Regions from separate parts of the Drosophila melanogaster genome. Here regions 2 and 3 are each linked to region 1. A link is a contact called in public HiChIP or PLAC-seq data. All regions are on one chromosome and are shown on one strand. Each heading gives the region's core, a stretch centred on a gene start, on an enhancer-like site or on the middle of the called end of the contact. The rest is flanking DNA. Distances are from core to core; before and after follow the strand shown.

The links. HiChIP or PLAC-seq counts read pairs in DNA pulled down with a chosen protein or histone mark.
Region 2: a contact with region 1 is called in a CP190 HiChIP or PLAC-seq map of the Kc167 cell line, with 4 times the contacts expected there. The contact joins two enhancer-like sites. A contact is called at or near these places in 10 of 107 Hi-C or Micro-C datasets (the Kc167 cell line, the OSC cell line, the S2 cell line and 5 more) and 2 of 6 datasets of contacts at active chromatin or transcription factors (both in the Kc167 cell line).
Region 3: a contact with region 1 is called in an H3K27ac HiChIP or PLAC-seq map of the Kc167 cell line, with 5 times the contacts expected there. The contact joins the promoter of PMCA here to the enhancer-like site in region 1. A contact is called at or near these places in 26 of 107 Hi-C or Micro-C datasets (the D17-c3 cell line, the Kc167 cell line, the ML-DmBG3-c2 cell line and 10 more) and 2 of 6 datasets of contacts at active chromatin or transcription factors (both in the Kc167 cell line).

Annotation. Positions count from the first base shown.
Region 1 is chr4:112,215-116,072 of dm6, reverse strand. pan (pangolin) reads right to left here. Exons shown (of 12, transcript NM_001258477.2): 12 at 1,803-3,858. It overlaps Ank (Ankyrin), which reads left to right. Exons shown (of 12, transcript NM_001169348.2): 11 at 69-815; 12 at 871-999. Among named protein-coding and RNA genes, the nearest start is that of Ank, 16 kb to the left of the region's middle. Within about 2 kb of position 1,757, at least 22 of the 39 cell types and tissues checked have an H3K27ac peak or open chromatin away from gene starts, as enhancers often do. A contact at or near this core is called in the Kc167 cell line, the S2 cell line, brain and 3 more, where this site is marked.
Region 2 is chr4:327,999-331,773 of dm6, reverse strand. It overlaps Rnf11 (Ring finger protein 11), which reads right to left. Exons shown (of 4, transcript NM_001272124.1): 4 at 387-3,611. PMCA (plasma membrane calcium ATPase) reads left to right here. Exons shown (of 18, transcript NM_001201587.2): 18 at 2,346-3,581. The coding sequence ends at 2,567. Among named protein-coding and RNA genes, the nearest start is that of Rnf11, 15 kb to the right of the region's middle. Within about 2 kb of position 2,438, at least 9 of the 39 cell types and tissues checked have an H3K27ac peak or open chromatin away from gene starts, as enhancers often do. A contact at or near this core is called in the Kc167 cell line, where this site is marked.
Region 3 is chr4:357,316-361,370 of dm6, reverse strand. PMCA (plasma membrane calcium ATPase) reads left to right here and starts at 2,714. Exons shown (of 18, transcript NM_001201587.2): 1 at 2,714-2,821. It overlaps Hcf (Host cell factor), which reads right to left and starts at 1,433. Exons shown (of 13, transcript NM_205873.3): 1 at 1,391-1,433; 2 at 365-784. The coding sequence starts at 680.

The DNA.
Region 1 (3,858 bases), core at 508-3,007:
ACATAAGAATGTTTCAGAATATTTCTACCCGTTACCACTACATTTACTACATCGAATTCCCCTGACAGATCTAAATTTATTTTACGTACGCAACATCGTGCGTCACACATCGAGCAGCAAAGGATCTGAAACAGAGGGAGGAGGAGTGTAGAGTGATATTAACAAAGAAAATGCAGCTCGACAAATAACGAGCGTCAAATAGGTATTCCAACGGGCACAATTGTTCACATGGAAATTCTAATTCTAATTGGCAAAGTTCATCAGTCGGGCATTGACTCCCAAAATAGGGGAAATAGTAAAATATTATCCTAGTCCTCTAGTCCGATAAAAAAAGAAGTCGCTAAGGAAGTCCATTGAAGAAGGACCTACATTTTCAACCTCCAACGCAGTCCAGGAATGGCTGCATGCAGTCGAAAATGGACTGCCAAATGGAATGTGGCCATTAACTCCTCGAAGTCAGCCTGTGTAACTTTTACCCTGCGGCCCGGAACTTGCACAGATCTGACTTTTGATGGAAACCCCGTCAACAATGTCACATCGCACTGCTACCTAGGAGTTCATCTAGATCGGAGACTGACCTGGAGGGCCCACATCACGTCGGTCAAATTCAAGTCACTGGCGAAACTAAAAAAGCTCGACTGGCTCTTCCACTCCAGTAAACTACAAATGAGCTCTAAGGCTCTTTTAATCAAAGCCATACTTGCTCTAACGTGGAGTTATGCCATCCAGGTGTGGGGAACTGCCGCCAAATCCCAGCTCAATAGGCTCCGTGTGGTCCAGTCGAGAGCTGCAAGCCATGCATCTGGGCTCCCCTGGTAAGTGACAAACCAGGTAATCGAAAGAGATCTGAAAGTTATCCCTCTCAATCAGATCAATTTTCACAGCAGCCGTTATGCCGACAGGCTTATGGTCCACCCGAATCAACTAGCAAACATCCTAGCTAATCCCATCTCCCTCCGAAGGCTGAAGAGGGTACACCCCACCGATCTCCCTACCCGGAGGATAGTATAAAATATTACACATTAAGTAATTAATAACTAGAAAAATTCTTTTTTTTTCCTTTTCTACTTAATAATTAAGAAACCACTTGGTCTCATATACATTTATACACACAATAGGTTAAGTTTTAGAGGAATTGACTGAACGATTCCTTTTGAATCCAAAATAAATAGAATGATTATTTAAAAAAAAAAAAAAAAAAAACATTTTCAACCAGTAGAAAGGAAGTTCCAATATGGAGAGCAAGCAGTCCAAGGCCTTTGACAACACCGCCGTGGAATTGATTTACCACATGGACGAGACCTTAGGCGCAAAGAACATTCTTAATTTGATCGCCATGGTGTTAGTTTTTCTAGTGCTCCTGAAACTGGCGAATGCGTAGAAGAGATCTGTACAGAGGCTTCCTATCACAATGCGTTAAAGAAGATCCATCGTCCATCGCAGTAAATGCAAAATGTGAAAACATCATCAAAAGACGGAGTCGGCAGATCAAATTAAGCAATGCACCGACACAAACCTAAACCGGAAATGGCATTAAAATTAATAATAGTAATAGTAATTACTAGCAATAGTAATCCGTGACAAATTTAAGAGTGAAATCATGCATTTTAAATGTTAACAAATATAAAATAAAAACCAAAACAAAATGCAAAACAAGTGGGAGAACGAGAAATCGGAGAATAAGATAGCGGCCCCGCAGCTGGAGCGTGCCGCAGTGCATACTGCATACAAGCATACATACGGCCCTACTTATATATATACAATACCTTCTTGATGGTGCTTGTTTTTCTGTAAATGTTTTTAATCTGTACTATATTGGAGAAGGTGTATATGTATGTATAATTACAACCTAATATGTAGAAATGCCCAGGATCAAGGGTCCAGATCTCATCGCCCAGGATGGGATTGAGGTAAGTTTGACGGAACACAGTCACCGAATTTTCTTTATATCTTTTAATGTATGCCCATGGCACAAGCCAGCAATTATTCAATAAATATACAATATGAAGACAAATACAATAGAATGAGAACATTTTACAGGGTGCTGTAGGGCAAAAAGGATGACATAACTTTTAATGACCTTGGTAAAAGGGGGGATCAATTTGCGCGACTTGCGACGATCCAATTGGCACTCGGGTGTATGAACTTACATACCGACGTAACATTTCCTATATTTGCAAGGCACGTCTTATAAAAATTTAAGAATTGCATCAATAATTCTGCCGTGCGTCAGTATATAAAAAGTTAATAGTTTAATTTTGTTTTTATTGTTATTCAATATCTTTGCATTATTTCTATATTTCGTACATTATTTATTACCTATGTGTATACATACTATTTTATTAAACTTATATTTGTGATTACTATCATCTTAATATTAGAAATTTGTATATCTGCGTAGGTTTAGTATACGATTGTTAACCCTTTCTACTATCTAAACCTTATCTTACGCTAAGAATCCATCAGTCGACCAATATTGCAGTATTAAAAATGAAATTTAATTTTATATTTAATTATAGCTTAAAAAAAGCAAACAAACTCATTTTTAACATTATAAAAAGAATTTATATAGAATACTTCATGTATATGCAACATATATTTACATATTCGTTGTTGATCCACTTAATTGATTTGATGGGGTACTTTTATTATAGTGTATTACTCGTGTTACTTAATTGATTTTTACACAAATTATAGAAATGAAATAATAAGGAATTTGTTAATCAAACAAATGAAGTTGCGATGTCGTTTGAATAAAAAGCAATATTTTACAAAAACACAGACAATGGAAGCACGATGGAACCGCAAATATCGAAAAATAATAAGCTTATGATATTTATTTTTATACTAACATTACATTTTAGATAACGATTTGCACTAAACATAAAGACTAAAGCATTATATAGCAATTTTGTGTACTGATAAATTTTGGAATTAAACGTATAAAATTTGTGTTAAACAGTCTTTTAAATTGGCAATGGCCTTTACATTCTTCTGATTACATATGATTTGTTAGTTTGCTTGAATTATCATGACCACCGAACTGTTGTAACGCAGATTCTTAATAAATTTATATGTTTACGATTGATACATATATATGTAAATGTGTGCATAACTGTATGTACACGTTTAAATACATATACATATATACATATAGATTTATAATCATATAATATGTATCTATGTGACTAGAGCCCTATATAAATCGTTAATTAGATTTATCACAGCAGTGTATTTGTTGAATTTCTAAACTTGATGTAAATTTAAAGTTCAATTATTTTTATTAATTTCACAAATTTTTTGGTTTCATAATATAGGTTCATTAACTTATTTATTGGGATCGTACAAATGCCGAGCTTAGTTATGAATCTTAAAAACGGTTGGAGATAAATGGTAAAAGTTAAATTTTAATGCAACCAGAATGTTTTCCAAAATAACCTACTCACATTATTTTTTTTTAAAGCATATTATTTTACTTTATGAAACTGCGTAATCATAATTATTCTTATGACACTCTCATTTCTTTAAAATTTATTTGTTTTCTTATAATCATAGTAAATTTTTTTTAGTAATTATTACAACGATTAGAGTTTCGGGGGTGAAGCCGAAATTAAGTATTATGTATGATTATGATTTTTTAAAAATTGCACAATTTAAGTATAAACATCTTTTATTACTAGAAAAAAAATACAGCATGCGAAGTGTATATTGAAACGTTGATCAAATAAATTGCATGCATATGTGAGCTCAAAATCTGTTAAGAATACTTCAAAATTCGTAAAATATAAAATCTATTATAAACTGTGATTTTGGTGTATAATATTCATGTATTAAACTAAAAAGCAAGAGAGAATTCTA
Region 2 (3,775 bases), core at 1,189-3,688, 220 kb before region 1:
TGTCGCCGGACATATCTTATATTGACGAAGACCCGCAACAGCAACAGCGTACTTTACACAACGGACTAACTTCCCAGCGCTCATCAATGCCCTCAAACGTCCCTTCTTCCAATCAAAGCTTCTCTAAAATCGCACAAACCTTACAACAAAAAATACGTGGTAACATCGAAACTAAACATTCCAATGGACAGAATGAGACTCGAATTTAAATGGTTTTAGTGGGTGTTTGCACCAAATATGGTTAAGCCTATAACAATTCCAAATTAGACTGGTTATGCTTCTCAAAGCGCAATCCCAAATCAATGGCCCAGCTCAATGTGGCTATTAAAATATTTGTATCCACATGCTTATTTCGAAACAGTATGTTAAAACAAAGGTGAATGCGCGATATTTTTTTGATTAAACTTTTAACTCTAAAGAGGCAAACTTAAATTTATTAATCTCATAAATACAAATGTGCATGTATAGTAAGCGATTTCGAAAATGTAACATTATTTATATGAACACCCAATTATAGAAAGTTAACGAATAGTTCTCTAACTATAATGCCTAACTATTCAATATAAAAAACGTAAGCAAGCATGCATTTTACAAAACTTCGTGTTTTACACAAAAAAAATGTATTACCTCAGTTGTATTATTACTAACACTATTTCAGATCTTATGTGTATTTTCTCTGATTAATGTGTGGTATTACCGAAGTTTTAATCATACGAACTTCGTTGTTCAGTATATTAACCTCCGCTTTCAAATTAACATCACAAAATTTCAATGCCGTTCTTTTCTATATCTAATAATGATATATTTAAACTTTTGTACATTTATACTGAAAATGTCTGTAATAATTAAATTAATTATATATTTAAATATTCAAATATGTTGGTCCATCTACTAGGAAAAATCTATTTTTCACAAATGAATAAAAATGTGGTTTTTCCATTGATATTCTTATTAATCGCTCGTTTGCGTACATGAGCATACGTAATAAATGGGTTAATGTTAGTGCATCAAAAAATGTTTTATATAATAATTAATTTTCTTTAGCATATATAAAACAATTGTCATAATTTCCCATAACAGACCTGGTGTGTCCTTTCCAGAATTATTATTAGGTAAAAATCTTATTCATATCCTCCACTTTTACTACTACTATTACATGATTAATTGTATTTTGATAATTTTTCAAAAACGTACATTGTTATGATAATTACATATTTTTGTTTACTTTTCAACACCTAAACTCTAGTTAAACATATATTTATTTGCTTTTTAAGAATTAAAAAATTAGTACAGTAAAGCCAAAGTGTTTGTAGTGATCCATTTATAGCGGCAAGATTAATATAAATTTCAACCTTTTTATGACTATTTTACTCTTTCCCACTTATATTTTCTGTATTACTTTCTATCTCCCTCTCTTTCTCTTCATTCTTAAAGGTAATAGGCGGCGAATTGCAAGAACGCTTGATTCCGGTCCCATATAGCAAGAGCAACACTGATCAAGCTGTAAGCCTTAACAATTTTGTTTTATGTTATTTTTACAGTTTTAAAATAAGTCGAATTATTAAATTCTATCTCGGCAAAAGCGTAACTATAAGAATGAACGATGATATACTTGTAGTACGTTTGTCTATTCACTAAGAACACAATTTTTTTAAATCGTCTGTTTGTCCGTAATAATAAGGTAATGAAAGGCAAGGCAATTTAATAGGCGTATTGTGTGTCAACCACAAGCTTAATTTAATATGCCGAATTTTTAACCCACCTATATCCAAAATATATATGGTTATATTTCTTTTTTAATTATGATTTAGTTGGTTTTTCGTGCCCACTGGTTTTGCTTTAAACTTCCATCATGTAGAAGAACGATATACTTAGTTTTTTAATGTGTTTGTTCGTCACCACTTAAATAAAATCAAAAAAAGGTTGTCGCATAATGCATGATTAGGCAAATTAATTTTAGATTGCTGATTAATTGGTAAATTACCGAGCTACAGTCCTCCGAATTATGAACAAAATAAGCGAAATATTAAAAAGAATAAGCAACTCATATGAAGTGTTGTTACTGATTATTTGTCCGTCTGAATTAATTGGTATTTGGATATCCCATTATTAACTTAAGATCTATCTTATCATTTATGTGTCGCATCTGCTCGTAGTAAGAATTGTCAAAATAATATTTGTATTTAATTTGAACTAGAAATATACATAAAAGAAAGTATGTTCATATATGTATAATTGGATCTTTAGCTTGAATGATTAAAGATGTTCTTCTTATACTATTGTTTATGTCCCTTTTGTCACTGTTCTTGGTGTTGTTCTTTTCTTTTTACTAAATGTACGCTTAGATACGAGTGGTAAACGCATTCCGCCAGGGTCTGGACGCCCGTTACGGTGATCACACCAACACATCCCTGGCAGAGGTACTGCGTAAGCAGACTTCGTTGAGCAAACGCCTTTCGGAAACGTCTTCCATTGAGTATGCCGATAATATACCTGATGAGCTGACCATACCCGAAATTGATGTCGAACGTCTATCATCCCACAGTCACACTGAAACTGCAGTTTAAATTTCAGTGGCATCCATATCCATATAAAAATAAACCGCACACATTCTCAGAAATAACAATTCTAAGAAATCCTTAGCACAGCTTGGAATTTTTATAAAAAAAGGTTTTGTTCAGGATAACAGCAATGTAGCTGTGAATTGGTTAAAAAGCATTTTGTAATTCAGCAAAAATAATCCGTAAAAAAAATGTAAATTTCTAATTTTTTTTGTTAGTATGTATGCTAACAAAATATATAAAGTACTTAATATTAATATAATTGTAATGCAAGGGCATACATACATTGATTATAACCACCTTTAACTCAAAATGTAAGCGGATCGGTTTTGTCTCGCACACTGAAGCCATTAATTAATATTTTATCGTCTTACATGTAATAAATGATTCAATGAATAAACATGTTTTATTTACTTACACGTGGAAAAGGTTAGCACTATAATAAATCGACCAAACGGTGCAAAAGAAACAGAAAAGCACGGATCTATAACGAGGACCAGAACTTTTTTCAAATTTAAATGTTCGTGCTATTTCGGCAAAAATCCTCAGGTACTCTGTCTTGAATCAAAAGCCAGAATTCATTCATCTAAATCTACGCACGTATTGTTTCGTAATTAAGATAATAAAGAACAATCCGACTCTGTTGAAGTTAATTTCATGGCCGTCGAATTGCTTTGTGAGCTAAGCTGCAAACAATACGTATGTTAGTAAAAATCGATCATAAGAAATAGATGAGAACACATTTTCGCTTTTATCCTGTAACTTTTTATGCTAAGCTTGTTTTTTATTTCATTTTTAACAATTCATGATATAGTAAAAAACGAAAGGATTCGTCTTCGTAAACTTTAAAATTATAAGAATTATTCTGGACATTCACCATGTATGCTATGAGCAGGAGAGAGCCAAAAGGGCTACCCAGAATCCAACAAGACCCATACTTATACAGAAATGAAATGAATGCCGGAATTAAATAAATCTCACATTTTATTTAATCTTTTTTTGTTATACCAAATATAGAATTAATGTTGGTAAAACAATTTATATATATATTGTAATAAGTAATAAGTAATAGCTCAGTGTAATAGATATTGAATAGCTCAGAGCGTCTGTTCCGTTTGAATCGTTTTATTTGAATGAATCCTATGTTGCTGTCTTTGGGTACAGCTACCCGTACATGGTGTTCTTACATATTGTACATATTGTATATATTGTAT
Region 3 (4,055 bases), core at 1,465-3,964, 240 kb before region 1:
CTTTTCTATTACATTTTTCCTGTCAGTCAATCGCTAGTCATTAATTTATAATGCAAAAAGTATAGCTTCTATAGAAAATTAAGGTGTAGGTTTTATATTAAAATAATGTTTCAGAAATGTTATTACTTTTATATCATTTAATTTTTCTTAAATATGTTAATTTATTGAACATGTTTCACTTAATCATCATTATCACTTTAAAATTTGATAAACGGATGTTGTAATTCGAGTCGATCGAGCGAGTGCATCCTCACATCCTATTCTTAAAATGCATACTCTGTTGGTATACTATTTTGTTCAGAACTTCGGCTAACCGAATACGGTTATACATATGGCAAAACAGCACCAGGCCCAATATAGTTACCAGTATTATAAACGTGCAACTCGTCAACAATTCCTTCGTTTCCGCCGCCGAAGACGACCATTAGCTCTTTGATGTTTATCGCACGGTGTCCATGTCTCGGGCGGGGCTGCGGTCCGGTTGGGTTAAGAACTCGCTTCCATCGAAATCCGGTTAAGTTGCTGTCCAGCTGGTGCCCATCAGGGACATCCATATCCATAGAAATTCGATTAGCAAAACTGTGATTCTCGGCCTGAATAATATGCTCCGAATTGAGATCAGATGCCGATATTCGTTCTCCTGAAGAAAAGGCTGGATCCACAAAGTCTGAGCCTTCCATATTATGGCCAGCAATTTATTGTTTTGATAATATATATATATAACTTGATTATTGTAGACAGCTACAAATTAGGTTTGCATTTCCTTTCACGGTGCGTAGTCCATCTGGGAAATTAAAATTTAAATATATTATTACGATTTAAAGACACTTATTTAGTTCTTAGCTTCATAAATGCAAAACCTTTCAAAACAAAAACAAAGCATCCGACAAGATTTTAAAACCCACAACTATTACTTGTAGTTTAACTTCTGCGATCAAAGCACTGAATTTCCTCAAAATACAGTTTAAATCGAGTTTTTAAAGTTTGAATAAATATGTTTAAAAATGATTACCATATACTAAATATGAATGCATTAAAAACAGCTAGTACAAAGGTATGCTGATACTTAAAGGAGTATTTATATACCGAATGGCTTTGTGCTTATGTGTTTCCTTTAATTGTAAAATACTAAAAACCCAAAGGCATTCTCTATGTAATGCACAATTTATTTTGGCCTGGCAATGCTGGAACTAGACGCTTCCCTATAATGGATTAGGTCTACGCGCAAAAACTTTAACAAATCAGCCAATCAAATCTTGGAAAATAATTGATATTTGAGAGATATTTTATATGAAGTTCATATTTAAATGCTATACGACAATTTTCACTTTTAATGTTCAAAAAGACAAACACTATTAAGAATTATCAAAATTAAAAGCCGAACTGAGACCTCACACACGCAATTACTTATTAGAGGTGAACTTACAGAAGAAAAATATCGATACATAGATTGCTTAAGCTAAAATCTGAACATTGCCCACTTATTTGACCGCAAAAGCGGAAACAGTATATAAGCGTATTTTACAAAATTAGCATTCCACTATGTTTCCACTGCAGAAAAAATATTTGAAGATATTATTACTTTTTAATAGAAACTTAATAATTTTATAACAGCTCAACAGAAATGAGTTCATACGCAATGGAACACACAAATAATTTGAAGTCTAGAGAATTTTTCTTTTATAAATCTAGATAGGGATTGTTGTTACATAAGTTAAGTGAGGTTTAGTGTCGGAAATAATGTTTACTTTGACGATCATTTTCGAATTAATATTTGTGGTGCGAATATGAATCAAATCATATATAAATGATATACATACATATATGTATATACATACATATACATATATACAATAATTTCTGGACAGGTCGTTGTTTGTACTCTTCTAATTCAATCGATGCAAAGTGCAAAAGCGAAACAAGGACATGCTGGTTCTCAAAATTAATGGTCCGTAGGGTATTGAAAAGAATGAAAAAGGTTTTATACTTTTCAAGGAATTTTGTACACCCTATTACTCTACAAATAAAATATGTAGTTTTCAACGAGTTTTATGCATTATACATAATGTTTGGGTGTTTTAGAATAGAGAGTATAGAATGTTAAATGTATATATGTAAATGCTTTAACAATATTCCTATGGTATATGTAAACTCGTTCCGATTTCTTGGTTTCAGAAGTATGGACTTTATTAATAAATAATAAATTATGTATTGGCTTTTAACATGGTTTTGTTTTATGTGATAGTGCCAATCAATATATTTTTAACACAATTACATTTATATTTTCCGAGTGTAAAGAAACGTTTATGCTCTTATCTCATAAGAAGGTGATCGTCGCAGTACTAACGTAAGATAGGCAAGCAAAAGATAAGTTGATGCGACAATTCAGACAAACAGCTGGACAGCTATCTTTCAAATACTTCTCTTTAAATAACTGTGGCGCTGAGATTTTGCCGCAGTTCAGTGTAAACTTATATGTAGGCATAACCGATTTTCTAACATTTTAACTAAAAAGAAAAGTGAAGAGGTATTACGACGTAAGAGAGATATGCTACACGAACATTTGTGCTAGCGCGGCGTAATAAAATAATTTATTTTTACACTACATGTGAAAATACATCGATATTAGAATATTACAGTTTTGTGAAAACTAAGTGATTTCGATAGTAAAAGTTTGATATATCGATATATATTTCCCTGTGGAAAAATAAATACTGCTGAAAAGGAAGGCGTCACAGTGTCAGTACTTTATATTAAATATTTCGCTATATATTGTGGCGTTTAACTTGAGTCGTGTACAATTATTTCGCCTTCTAGTTGTGTACGTATTCCAAAAAAAATGCAGTTTTTAACAGTTAAACGAATGGGTACGCAAAGGAATGTAATGGGGCCAGGAAATGAACATGATATCATTTTATATTGTATGTTTTCCGAACATACGCTGTTCTCGAAATGAAATTAAAGCTGAAAGTTACTGATAGAGTAGCCCAGAATCAAATCCAAATGTGTACAATTTTCATTTGCTCGAAGGTTCATCATATTACTCCATGGTCAATATGGCCAACACCAATTCATATGTATGTATGTAGCTCTTGTCGTGACATGACGTAAGATTTCTGTTGGTGAAGAGAAGGTGGGGTGCACTTCCTTTGAACAAGTCTCGAATATTTCAATGAATTTGAATTGATTGGGTTTATAATACTTTTACCCTGAGTATGTTTATGTTTTTATTAGGAAATATAGAATCAACGGTATAGGATACATTTCCTGTGCACCTGTTCATTTACTGTGTGTTCATATCAAAAAATTCATGTGCACGTACTATGTGTGTACTATATATGTAAATTTAACATGTGCAAAAAATAGAGTGAGGCCCAGTTACCGACTAGCATGTAATTGTTGCAAAAATTTTGGCCAATGGCTCGAATATTTGTCAACTAGAACTAAAATAGATACATGTAAAATGACTTCCCTGACGTACATACATATGCGTGAATTTATTCTATTTATGGAAATCGTTCACACCTCATCAATATGAAAACTTTTAGTTTAGTACAATTGTGTAAATGAAAACAGTGTTTTTATACCCATTACTAGTAGAGTAAAAGGTATAATAGATTCGCTGAAAAGTACGTAACAGGCAGAAAAAAGCGTTTCCGACCATATAAAGTATATATATATATCCTTGATCAGGATCAATAGCCGAGTCGATCTATGAACGTATGAATCCAGATCTCAGGAACTATAAAAGATGTTTGAGATTCGGTATAAAGATTCTAAAGCCGCAGAGCAAGTTTGTTGACTCACTTTAATTTTTTCTCATTTTATTCCACACTATCTATCTATATGCCAAATTTTACGCTCGCATTTCCGCTAGCTGAGTATAGGATTCTGTCTTGTTTAATAAGTGAATCGGAAATTTAAAGAATTAATACAAATTGGATGTTAGGAACATCAAAATTGACTTGTTAGTTAATTTAAACTATTTATGTCTTTCCTTCTCGCAAGTTCTGTTCTATTACGTGATGATGAAATTTCCGAATCGATCAACTTGT